Regions from separate parts of the Mus musculus genome. Here region 2 is linked to region 1. The links are chromatin contacts, called in public Micro-C maps. All regions are on one chromosome and are shown on one strand. The core of a region is the stretch at or near the end of the contact, and the rest is flanking DNA. Distances in the headings are between cores, read along the strand shown. Region 1 overlaps Dnah11 (dynein, axonemal, heavy chain 11). Region 2 has its middle 47 kb from the start of Gm25577.

Region 1 (3,093 bases), core at 175-2,674:
CAAGATTGCAGCGAAAATCACAGAAATGCATCTCCAATTCATTATACATTATATTCTGAATAAATTCTTGTCCTTGCACATTCAGAAACTGTTGCCAACTTTTCCTGGACCCACATTTAGTCACTTGAGCCCCTAAGGGGTCATGGCTCACAGTTTAGAAAGTTGAAATTGATAGGAACTCCAGAAAAGATATATGTAAGCCTTAATCACAGAGAGTTGTGTGTGACAGAAGGATTAGTTTCCAACTGGCACAAGGGGCCTCCTTAGAGTTTAGGAGCTGTCTTCTCAATCTGAATATTTGTGATGTTCCAACAGCTGCTCACTTGATGGAAGCATGCCAGTGCACCAGATTACACCTGGATGACATAATGGAAAAGCTAACAGTCATGATGGGTATCGAAGATGCACCTGCAGGTCTTCTTATGCAGGCTGCTGGTGGCATATATATTGGCTGAGTGTTTGAAGAAAGGAGGTCAGCAATGTATTTTAATCATCGTCTGGCAATTTTACATCTAAGATTTTATTCTGTGGTTGGGGGAAGAGCTCATTACTAAAGGGTTTGCCACACCAGCTTGAGGACCTGAGTTCAGTCAGTCTTCACCACCCATGTAAAAGCTATCTCCAGTAGCACACACTTGCAATTCTAGTGCTTGGGAGGTGGAGACTGGAGGATCCCAGAGGCTTGCCAGCTGCATGGGTGATCTCCCGTGTCAATGAGAGATCTTGCCTCAAAAAGTAAGGAAGAGAACATTTGAGGAAGACACCTCTGGCCTCCATATGCACGCATACAACCGAGCACATACATGCATACACCTGAAGACTCTGAAACAAACATACTTTTTAATAAGAATAAATTTTAGTTTAATATCAAAAACAAAAACAAAACAAACCAACCAGAAAACAAAAATAAGCCTGCCACACCACACAAGGCAATAAAGAAATTGTAGATGAGTCATAAGAGGGATGATTTTGGAGATGTGGTAAATTATACTTCCAAAGATTTTCAATAGTATAGTAAAATATGTACAAAGAACATTACAAAAATGAAACTAAATAAAACCATGCCTCTCTAAAATATAAATTATAGAATAAAGTAGAAAAACTATAACAATCATGATGTCTAGTTGGCAAATAACTTCTCTTTATACATGTCTGCATTTACCAAATGCTTTATAACTTGTGAAAGTTCTGTTTACAATAAAACAGCAATGAAAAAGCTAATATTAAACACTTGGAATTACCACATAACTTGTACATACTGATTTGAGTGCTGGTTTCATTACACAAGGGGTGAGTCTATCATGGAGACAATTATCTCTATAAAGATCATGAGGAAAACTATCTCTATAAAGCGATCTCAGAGAGATAAGTTTTCCATAGGAAATTAAATTCTCTGGAAAAATAAATGGCATGGTCAGAGCGAGCCAACGTTAGGTGGCATAAGTGTACCACAGTATGTGAGCTGCGAGAGAAGCACTTGCCTGAACAGAGCTTTGAGGTTTTCTGGTAATTCGGTTCGACCGGCATATCCTGGGTTCAGAGTAATAAATATTCCAACCGAGGGTTTCAGCGGGATAGTCTCTCCAAGAAATACAAATCTACCATAAAGAGAACGTTGATGGAATTAAATGTGTTCACTGAACATGAATGCACACTGACAAATGCAAGCCCCTGCAAAATGCAAATGTGTATTAGAAAGCTGTTTGTCCTGGGTAATTTTCTTTAAGATTCATAAGCACACACATTTCGAATGTTTTGAAGCATATTTATTAAAAACAACCCCCCTTCCCGTCTAGAATCACAATATGGGAAGCTTTTTCCCCCTCCCCACAGCCTAAAATGGAAGAACGGAGAGCTAGCTGACTGCTTAAGATTTAATCAAAGGTGATGACAGTTTTGCCTTCAGTTCCTTGAATGGAGCACTGCACAGAGAGTATCCATGCTCAAAGGAGCAGGAGGAACGACTCCCTGTCCAGTTTCACCTGCCCGCCCGTTATTCAGTAAATCTCTACTAAGCATCTCTGCATGGTAGGAATGTCTGGTGGTCAGGACAGCAGGCCAGTGGGCTCTGCTAGGCTCAGAGTACAGAGCCATCAATGCCACACATTAGGCATGACAATTATCCTCTTTGTTTCAATTTCCTCATTTAATAAAAAGGGAGAATAATCCTACCTACTGGTGAGGATCTGAAAGAATATGAAATAATGGTTTGCAACACAATACCCAGGGCATAGTAAATATCCAACGGATATTAGCTATGAATACTGCTATCTTCACCACGCTAAGGCTAGGAAGAAACAACGATTTTCAGAAAGAAATTATGAGTGCCCAGTTAGACCTTTGATGACCAAGGCAATAAAATGGTAACAAGCAAAGTAAGCTTTCAGACAGGGCCAAGCAGACAAAATGTAAGGTGACCTCAGAAAGATCTCTTGAAGGAAGGGGGAAGGCTAAAGTGGTGTCTCAGAGGAAGGAGAGCAGAGACACAGATACTGGGGCTTTCTGGGGGATTTAGATACTAGGTAGCTAACAGCAGGTGATTATTTTAATGGTTCAGGTTAAAATGGAGAAATCAGGATTTTCCAAAATGTCAATTAAGGGAAGGCAGGCAAGCTTGGCTCACAGAGGTCAGGAGTGTGGTCAGGGTCTAAGCATCTCTCTCCCAGCATTCATAGCAATGATGGGCAGGGCCTCCAAGCAGAGGGAGGAGCCTCTAACAGATGGACTCAGCTTAGATCTATGGCTTAGAACCTGAAGGGTAAGGAGAATTTAATCAACTCATGAGACCATGATGGAGACTTGCAGCCTGTTTATGAACAGGAAGAAGGAAGAAGGGAGAGGCCTTAAAATGCAGGCAGAGGCACCACCAAGTATGCCTGGGAATTTTCAAATCACTTCTGACTAAATACATAAATCTGCATGACAAAGGACGGCCTCAGATGACTTTATCGGGATCCCAGATAATGGGATTCCGAGTAAAAGTCAAATATGGCCGGGGATCTAACTAAAATTCCACTGAGACAGAACCAGAAGTGAGGTGGGTAAGGCAGCAGGCATCTGGATGTTGGAAGCTGGTGTTAGGACCCAAAGGTG
Region 2 (3,262 bases), core at 509-3,008, 400 kb after region 1:
TTTTATCATATAAATTGAGTTTAGCTGATTTATGATTTTTTAAACTAAATTTTCCATTTGTGAGTAAATGTAGCTGACTTTTCAAATCTCAATTAAAAAACAGAAATAAAAGAAAATCATCTTTCTCATTTTCACTTCAAAATGTTGAGACTCTGATTCATCTTCAGCTGCTCATAAGCAATGGGGGAAAGTTACATGTTTATCAGGGTTGTTTCCGGTATACACCATTTTCATGTAATTTTACTGTCTGAAAAAGAAATGGCATAATCCTATTCCCAATAAAATGTATATTGATTAAAAAAAAAAAGCCTAAAGCTTACCATATCAAAGTACTAGGGCTAATGCTGATATAATATGGGGAAAAGTCAGAGGGTGTCCCAGGCACATGCTCTGGCCAGCCTGGGATCCGGCAGTGTCTCGCCCTCCTCTGTTTGCAGTTCCCCTGAATACTGGGGTGGGCTGAAATCTCCGAACGACACCAAGTCTGTCAGTTTTCATCTGTTTCGTGGGGATTTGCATGTTAACAGCCTCCCAGGCACTGCTGTACCCACTGTTAGCTTCAGCTCAGGATTCTGGCTCTGGTCATAAATTACTTCCTCAGCACCTGTGCCCCATCTTGAGTGAACAAATCCTGTTGAGCGTGATCGAATTCATGTAGGGACTTCAAATAGCCGAAGATGGAAGATACAGGAAAAATCTAAAGGCATATTATTTTAAAACTCTTATTGTCTTTGTGAGGAAAAATCAAAATGTGCGCCGAGCGATTTATCTGGGCGAGTTTCGTGGCTGCTGGCAACGACTCTGAGAGTTCTCCACATCCCTCCTCCCTTCCTTCTTGGTGACTCTCTTAGCAAGGCCTAATATTTTGTCTCTGGATTCCTTTTTTGAATTTGAAAAGGAAACTTACAAGAAAGAGAAGTCTTCTTTTAAGACAAAGGAATTAAAGATTGCAATCAAATCACAAACTCAAGTTAATTCTGTGGCTGTAAATACTCAGCTTTAGGTTAATAAGCACCTGTGCCATCAGTATGTCTGAACAAGTTCCCGAATACAGTCTTTCAGAAACGTTTGTAACACCCAACAACTGGAAGTCAAGAACGCAACGTTTTCAATTGCTACCTAAAAGCTGGGCAGAACAAGGTATCCTAAAACAACTATGCTTTTAAAACTAATTAGCATATGCAGTGACCTTAAAATGTAAAGATGTTACTTCTGTGAGACTAATTTTCTTCCCCAACCCAATAGGAAGTAAATGGAAATACAGAACGGAAGAGTTCTTATCATAGAATTACTGCTTTTAAATTTCGTGTGCGCGCGCGCACACACACACACACACACACACACACGAATAAAATTTTGTACCCCAGTATACTATTTTATAAAGGCTTGCTGGAACTTAGTTGGAAAGTGATAAAACACAAACTAAGCCAAAGTCAGCAAAAGTCAACAGTTGTGGCGGTTTTGTTTTCTGGTCTTTCCTTCTTGGAGGTCAAGGGATGTAGCTGTGTGTGTGTGTGTGTGTGTGTGTGTGTGTGTGTGTGTGTGTTTTCAAAGGAGGTTTAGTTATAGTCTTTCATTAAAAAAAAAAAGAAAGAAAGAAAAAGAAATGTAGACTCTACCTATTTAGCATCATTGCTCACGCCATGTTTTCTGGCAGTTCCCAAATAATACGAATAGAAACAAACCCGTGTAGAGTGTCCATCGAAGGAAAAGAAGCCTCCTTACCCAATGCTTTAGGCAAGTAGAGACTGAAAGACGAGCATGTTTGTGCGTGTATCTACTTAAATACTTACCATGCTACCATTCTCTTGGAGCTTGCAGTCATATGTGCTTTCTGTGTCCAGAAAAATCAATATTCTTATAGTTTTAAACGGGATTTTTTTCTCCCACGTCAGAAATGGGACTCTTCGACCGCGGCGTTGTGGCTTCAGATCCACAGGGTTGGGGTCCGCTCCCGCGCTGCGCGTTGCCTTTTTCATCAACAGAGGGCGCTCTGCGGTTTTCCAAGGATCCCGGCTTCTCTCACGGCCGAGCTGGGCAGCGGGCGAAGCATCAGTTAGCCGCGTTTGCAGGGTTTTTCCCCCCCATACCAGGCAGAAGCTCTTTCAACTGGCTAGTGTATGATTTATTGGAAATACTACTGATCACTGAAACAACATACGTGAATGAAAGGAAACCCCATGATTTTACAAAAGTCGGGTGACCGTGACATCTAAGGCTGCTAACTAACCCCAACCGGATAGTATTGGAAATGATCATAAGCATAGAACGCAGGCTGATACAGTCTTCACCTTGGGAAGCCAGGGCGACAGCTTTATTTACATGGCCTATCCCAGTCCTGAGCGCGCGAGTGTGCCTGGTTGTGTCCTACTTTAATATATTATACTCTTTTATACCTGATACTAGACAAATGAAATACATAATTCCTCGTGAAGTAATCTGCCTAGGTCCTAATTGACACATTAGGAGAGCTCTGAGAAGCTTTTTCTCTGCTGAAGGTTAGAGAGAAGATACCAGATGCCGATGCTATTAATTTCTCAACAGTCCAAAGCACAAAATTTCAGCTGAAAACTTGAGAGAATGAAAAAAGATATATTTCAAGAAAATTAGATTTTTCTCAGAGTATTTGTCCAAGATCTACATTTTTAGATGCATAATTTATTAGATGTTTCAACACAGAGAAGTAATCATAACCAGCTAACTCGAAGATTGCCAGTTACTATCCTTCCCGGCAAAGTTTTACAAATGTCTTAAAGCCACTGTGAAAGTCAGAGCAGCAACCCTAACAGACGCCAGAATCAACATATTTGACAGAAGTGCGCACGCCATCGTAGCCCATTATTTCAAATGAGAATGTTCCATCTCAAGATCCGGAACGATACCACCAATGACAGAATAAACGGGAATGTGGAAGTCAAACAGCATGACAGCAGCTACTCAGAACTAGAAAATAAGAGCATTGTAACGTATAGGTGTGCTCCAAGGTTCTCCTCTGAGAAAATGTGCTCCTCTGAGAAAATGAGCTCCTTTCCCACAAAGGGAAAGAAATGCCAGGTTTCCTTATGTTGAATGCATGTTTGTGTAATATTGAAGATGATGAAACAAATATTTAACAGCTAGGACAGTGCATTCCCAGCTAACTCATCCCTTTATCGCTTGCTGGTTGGAAGATAAGAACCATCCTCTTTCTTTTGCAAATATGTTTGCCAGCAGCTGTTTCAACATTTATAAAGACCATTCTCACTGATTGCCAAATAACCAT

Evidence for each region. A called contact is a pair of places that touch in the nucleus more often than the background predicts.
Region 2: a contact with region 1 is called in a Micro-C map of the AtT-20 cell line, with 4 times the contacts expected there. The contact joins two enhancer-like sites. A contact is called at or near these places in 2 of 39 promoter capture datasets (the 3T3-L1 cell line and hippocampal neurons), 2 of 15 datasets of contacts at CTCF or cohesin (the NIH/3T3 cell line and pro-B cells), 45 of 484 Hi-C or Micro-C datasets (the 3T3-L1 cell line, 3T3-L1-derived adipocytes, the AML12 cell line and 28 more) and 6 of 115 datasets of contacts at active chromatin or transcription factors (VIP interneurons, astrocytes, embryonic basal ganglia and 2 more).

What each region holds. Positions count from the first base shown.
Region 1 is chr12:118,055,612-118,058,704 of GRCm38.p6, forward strand. Dnah11 (dynein, axonemal, heavy chain 11) reads right to left here. Exons shown (of 82, transcript NM_010060.3): 35 at 1,482-1,598. Among named protein-coding and RNA genes, the nearest start is that of Dnah11, 140 kb to the right of the region's middle. Within about 2 kb of position 1,425, at least 5 of the 459 cell types and tissues checked have an H3K27ac peak or open chromatin away from gene starts, as enhancers often do. A contact at or near this core is called in the AtT-20 cell line, where this site is marked.
Region 2 is chr12:118,455,958-118,459,219 of GRCm38.p6, forward strand. No RefSeq gene overlaps it. Among named protein-coding and RNA genes, the nearest start is that of Gm25577, 47 kb to the right of the region's middle. Within about 2 kb of position 1,759, at least 12 of the 459 cell types and tissues checked have an H3K27ac peak or open chromatin away from gene starts, as enhancers often do. A contact at or near this core is called in the AtT-20 cell line, where this site is marked.